Regions from separate parts of the Sus scrofa genome. Here region 1 is linked to region 2. The links are chromatin contacts, called in public Hi-C maps. All regions are on one chromosome and are shown on one strand. The core of a region is the stretch at or near the end of the contact, and the rest is flanking DNA. Distances in the headings are between cores, read along the strand shown.

The links. Hi-C and Micro-C count contacts between places; a contact is called where the count stands out from the background.
Region 1: a contact with region 2 is called in a Hi-C map of liver, with 6 times the contacts expected there. The contact joins two enhancer-like sites. A contact is called at or near these places in 11 of 47 Hi-C or Micro-C datasets (alveolar macrophages, embryonic fibroblasts, fetal skeletal muscle and 7 more) and 2 of 2 datasets of contacts at active chromatin or transcription factors (alveolar macrophages and skeletal muscle).

Annotation. Positions count from the first base shown.
Region 1 is chr18:54,649,982-54,653,018 of Sscrofa11.1, forward strand. No RefSeq gene overlaps it. Among named protein-coding and RNA genes, the nearest start is that of YAE1D1, 12 kb to the right of the region's middle. Within about 2 kb of position 1,565, at least 23 of the 83 cell types and tissues checked have an H3K27ac peak or open chromatin away from gene starts, as enhancers often do. A contact at or near this core is called in liver, where this site is marked.
Region 2 is chr18:54,349,656-54,352,637 of Sscrofa11.1, forward strand. All of the region lies in intron 5 of CDK13 (cyclin-dependent kinase 13), which reads right to left. Among named protein-coding and RNA genes, the nearest start is that of MPLKIP, 68 kb to the left of the region's middle. Within about 2 kb of position 1,251, at least 1 of the 83 cell types and tissues checked has an H3K27ac peak or open chromatin away from gene starts, as enhancers often do. A contact at or near this core is called in liver, where this site is marked.

The DNA.
Region 1 (3,037 bases), core at 315-2,814, 300 kb after region 2:
TTGCTGGTTGTTTGTTTCCAATTACTTTCTAGTCGACATAGGCAGCCAATCTTTGTGTTGAAAGTTTCTGTTGCCCGTTTACTATTTTCTCAGGTCAAATTCCTGGCAGTGGGGTACCGCTGATTTGGTACCTACTCTGTCAAACCAGAAGCTACCCTGATTTTCACCACACTTAGCCCCTCTGCTCATTCTATCAATTGAACCACACCTGTCAATGGCCACTTACTCTGCCTCATTTTTTTCAAGCTGTCCCCTGGTTACTTGCTTTGCAACAGCCGTGACTGTGAGGAGGTCAGAGGTCTCCTGAGCACAGCACAGAGGTGGAGCCTGTGAGCAGCTGAGCAAACGCGGATCACACCCCTGACCCCAGTCCTGCTGCTGCCTTCGGGAGGCACGCCTTTGTTCTAGTACATCGAAATAAAACCTGGTCTCTGAGCTCTCGGACGGGATCACCATCAACACCACGCCCGACTCAGGAGGCCCACGAACCTCACTCGGGCCCACAAGGTTAAAATGCAGACTAATGACGTCTCGTTTGGCATCCTGAACAGCAAAACAAAGTTATTTCAAATGAAAATAATTTAATTGGCACCCACTGGGGATTTAAATGTCTAAATGAATTAAATGAGTTTTGGTCTGTGGCAGTAGTTTCTAGTACAGCTGGTAGATTAACATTTATGGTTAATTTTTAACAAGCAGTGATTTTATCACTGAAGGTTCCTAATGTACAATTTGCTGTTTCCCTGTACTTTATAATCACAAATTAGAATCCCTGGTTATTTTAGGATCTGATATTTGAAGAAAAGTGTTTTGCAATGTCTCCGAAGAAGAAAAAGTTCATTTTCAAGTTATTTACATTATATCTTCATTTTGGTCCAGCTTCACTTTATTGACAAGAATGGTCGGTACTACTGCTGTCAAATCACTCATATATTATTACAAAGGATCTAACAAAATAATTTATGCTCAAAATTCTTTAGGAAACCTTGTAAGAAAGGAATATTATATAACAGTAAGTCTGCAATTCTTAAGGGAACAAGCTTAAATATGAGCTGGAATGAGTTTTATCTGATATGAGAAAAACTTACCTATAGATTTGCTGACTTAAAAAAAAGGTTGCAATGTATTTGCTAGGGTAACAAAGTAAGCTGTGGTCTCTCTGGACCTTCCTATCCGGTGAATCCTGAGTTGCCTGAGAGTGTGCGAAACAGAGTGAGGGGTGAGGCGGAGGGGGAGGTTACAGTTGAGGCAGTGCCCTCGGACAGAGGAGAAATGCTTCATGCATGTAAAATTCTGATTTTATACCACTTCCGTTCAAAGGCTTTGGGGTCTAGGTGTTTATTTTTAGGCCTCAGGGATTTAGAGACTGAAGGGTGTTTTCTGCTATGAACCAGCTTCCTGCCTGATGATTCTTTCATTTTTAAAATTCTTAGCCTCGAATTTTTAAAAAAGGGGTGCACCCTAACCCACCCAATTTTATAAACGACTTAATCTGGCACAGATAAGAGCTTCGGGATGATCGCTGGCTCCCTGCTCTTGGGCGCACAGCACATATCGGGGTGCACTAGCGCCACCCGGTGGCCTTGAGCGAATCCAACAGCTCCTTGGAAATAAACAGGATGCAGCTCAGGGCCTCTCTCTCAAGACAGAAACACGCAGGAAAGCACCAGGTTGGCGTCTGCAAAAGTGAATCTGCTGCACGTGGTTTGGATTCTACGTTGTTAACCTTCCCTATGGGAATATCGGGCTATTTACAGGGCAAGAAAAGAGTCTGGTGTATGTGAAAGACTCTTGGTTCTTTTCCGCAGACCTGTAGCAATAGCTACACCTCTCAATAGTGAATGCCTTGTTTTCGAAAGTAGGAATTTATGAAAAAGCTAAAGAAACATTATCACAGTGAGTGACACCAATTATCCTCTCCATGAGGCGTGTAGAGGGTCTAAGGAGTCCAAGGAGAATTTAGTTTCTGTTTATGCTACACACACTTTTTTTGGGTCTTTTTAGGGCTCCACCCATGACACACGGAGGGTCCCAGGCTAGGGGTCAAATTGGAGCTGCCGCTGCCGGCCTACACCACAGCCACAGCCACGCTGGATCCAAGCCACATCTCTGTACCTACACCACAGCTCATGGCAACACGGGGTGCTCACCCACGGAGGGAGGCCAGGGATCAAACCCAAGTCCTCGTGGATACTGGTGATTCGTTAACCATTAACCGCAGAGCCACGGCGGGAGCTCCCAAACACAGCTGTCTCTTCCCTTTCCTAGATGACCCAGTTTCTCCTCCCAGTGGGGAATGGAATCTCTCTTGATGTAAACAAAATTTTCGTTCCTTGTAGCTGCTTCTCATTACACACCATAAATACTACGTGCTGACTGGGGACGACTGGAAAAATGCAGCAAAGGAGACGCGAAGGGCCAGGGGAAGGTGCAGCTGCGCCCGCCCGCGAACGGTCGCCGCGGCCGTGTCGGTTCTGCACCTGCTCGCCGGGCGCCGGGGTCGCACGTGGGCTGCTCGGCACACGTGGTGCGGCCACAGGGCCCTGGGCTCCTCGCCTCCGGGGTGGGGGGACACCGCACAGCGCTGCTCAAAGGGCTGCCACGGGGAGGAGCAGATGACGCGGTGCAGCCTTCCGCCGCGCGTGTGCACATCGTGCCCCCGCTCCTGCTCTTGCTGCACCTCTCGACTGTGAGCGGACACGACGCTCCCGCTCCAAGCGTCCAAGGCCTTCTGCCAGGAGCACTTTTTGCGTCCTTCCGCATTTCTTCTTTTGCAGCTGTTTCTCTCTTCTGAATAGCTAAACTGCATAAGCGTAATTTAGTATCATTAAAAGTTACATTGAAATATTACTCATTTGTGTGGATTTTTTCTTTTTTCGGCTTTTTTAAGGGCCGCTCCTGGGGCAGCACATGCAGGTTCCTCGGCGAGGGGTTGAACTGGAGGTGCAGCCGCCGGCCTACCCCGCAGCCACGGCCACAGCCACGCCAGATGAGTCACATCTGTGACCCACAGCACAGCTCACAGCCACGCCAGATA
Region 2 (2,982 bases), core at 1-2,500:
TTTGATGTTCATCCCAGAATTCCTGTCGTGGCACAGCAGAAACAAATCTGACTAGGAGGTTGCAGGTTCAATCCCTGACCCTGCTCAGTGGGTTAAGGATCCGGCGTTGCCATGAGCTGAGGTGTAGGTCGCAGACGGGGCTTGGATCTGGTGTTGCCGTGGCTGTGGTGTAGGCCGGCCGCTGTAGCTCATCAGACCCCTCGCCTGGGAACCACTATATGCCTGGTGTGCGGCCCTCAAAACTACCAAAAAAAATTAAAAAAATCAAAAAACAATAATGTTCATCCCCCTCTCTCTGAATTTAATATAACATCTGAAGGAAATATCTAATTAGTTTTCTATAAAATCAACACTTCTGATTTCTACACTGCACAGTTTCTGGGTATGATTACTGTAAAATAAACTGTTGTTAGCTGTTTACAAATTGAACAAATTGTCTCAGCAAAAGCTGGATAAAATCAGGATAGTTCTCCAAAGAAAATTTAAAGATATTACAAGAATACCTTTTTTTTTTTTTTTTTTTTTTTTGACTTTTTAGGGCGGTAGCCGTGGCACATGGAGGTTCTCAGGCTAGGGGTCTAATTGGAGCTGTAGCCACCAGTCTGCACCACAGCCACAGCAACACCAGACCTGAGCCGCGTGTGCGACCTACACCACAGCTCATGGCAATGCCAGATCCTTAACCCACTGGGCAAGGCTAGGGACCAAATCTGCATCCTCAAAGATGCTAGTTAGATTCACTTCCACTGAGCCACGATGGGAACTCCCAAGATACTACAAGAGCAACTTTCAATAAAAAAAAAGTCTGGGGCCCAGGTGGACTTTAGATGACATCTATTGTCTTCAATAAACATAATTTAATTCTGTTCATACAGCCCCAAAGGATTTAAAAGCATATAAATTACAACTTTACTTTATAAAACCAGCTTATTAGTCCTGCTACTAACACCTAAAACAGCACATAGAATATATGCAATTTTTAATATGAGAGATTCAAAATTTTTTTTTGAGATTTAATAATGAAACTTGCACAAACCGAACCCAAAGCTAGAACTACAAACATCTCAATGAGGTAGTTTATCAACTCAACAATGCAAAAGCTAATAAAATTCAAAATATTTTTTCTTTCAAAATAAAAAAGCAAAAAAGGCATCTAAAGAAAGTTCACGGTCAGTTACTGATTAACAGCAGGGCAAAGATCTGATCGTAGCCTTGCAACAGAAGGACTCTTTCCTAAAAGTCTGCCACTCTGAAACCAACAACTCATCTCATACATTAGTTGTATATAAGACAAAAGCAATCATTATTACCAACTGTTCTGGAAGTCAGTAAAATTAAAAGCAAAGCATAAATATTAAAAGTGACAAAACTCTGACGAGTGGTACCTGAGATGCCTATCCTAGAAGATGCAAAAGAATCAAAAAAGGAGCAGCTGTGTTAGAAAAAAATCATACACAAAAAGCAAAAGACTTCACAGATGCCAGCAACAATTCATTAGAAAATAAACCTTAAATGGTTCCACAACAGAAAAAATGACTACAAATGACTAGGAATAAACTTTAACAACAATTACACAAATTTATTACGGAAATACCACATTGTAAAATACTGAATTTAACTCAATTTCAATAAAAGGACCAATTACTCATTTTTATTTTCTTTTGCTAAAAGGACGCATGACAATATAATTCTAAAATTCACCTTGAAGAAAGTATCAGCTAAACATTTCTGGAAATAAACACTGGTCCTTCTAGACATTAATATGACCTCTTGTACTGTAGGAACAGACAGACAAGTACACCTAATATTCACTAGAAAACACATTCTAAATCAAAGCGAATAATTATGAAAACATTTTAAAACAGTGGAAAAAAAAAAAAAAAGGCAAAATAGTACTGGGACAAATGCATAACCCCAAAAGGAGACTGGGAATTATACCAAAAATAAAACTATTAAAAAAAATGACAAATTTCACTAAATAAAAATCTTAGAATCATATACATAATAAATATGAAACAGAGGTAAAATGCAAATGACAAGCTGAAGAAACATATTTGCAACACAGAACAGATTTTCTTAATATAAAACCATCTTACAAATGGTACCAAAAAAGACAAATACCATAGGAGAAAATGAAAAATAAAATGAACTGTCGATACACAAAAGAATGCCTAAGTATTTAATCTCACTATTATTCAAAATACACAAATAAAGCAATGTACCACTTTTAACTAAAGGGAAAAGATTTCAAAAGAAAAACTATACAGTATTAACAGAGGTGTGACGTAAACTGTTATATCGTGCCAGGAGTAAATCGGTCTATTTACAAAACATAATTTTAATATGCACCCGAAGCTTTGAAAAATCATGTATCTTTTATGCAACAAGGGCTTTTATAGATATTTAACCAAAAGAAATAAAAACAGAAAATAGGAGTTCCCGTCGTGGCGCAGTGGTTAACGAATCCGACTAGGAACCATGAGGTTGTGGGTTCGATCCCTGCCCTTGCTCAGTGGGTTAAAGATCCGGCGTTGCCGTGAGCTGTGGTGTAGGTTGCAGACGCGGCTCGGATCCCGCGTTGCTGTGGCTCTGGCGTAGGCCGGTGGCTACAGCTCCGATTCAACCCCTAGCCTGGGAACCTCCATATGCCGCGGGAGCGCCCAAGAAATAGCAACAACAACAACAAAAGACAAAAGACAAAAGATAAAAAAAAAAAAAAAAAAAGAAAATATTTAACTAAAAGCATATTCACTAAAATCAATATAATAAAATACTTAAACACATTAGACAAAAAAACCCAAACCAAACAAATGTACCATAATAGGTACATCTATACCATACCACACACTTTGAAAAATATTAAAGAGGTACAATGTTGATTTGGAAATGTATTGATATTAAGTTAAAGTAGATTATTAAAGATTATGTATTTGATACCTCTATCTCACTACTTTTAATGGCATTAAGTTACATAGTTACACA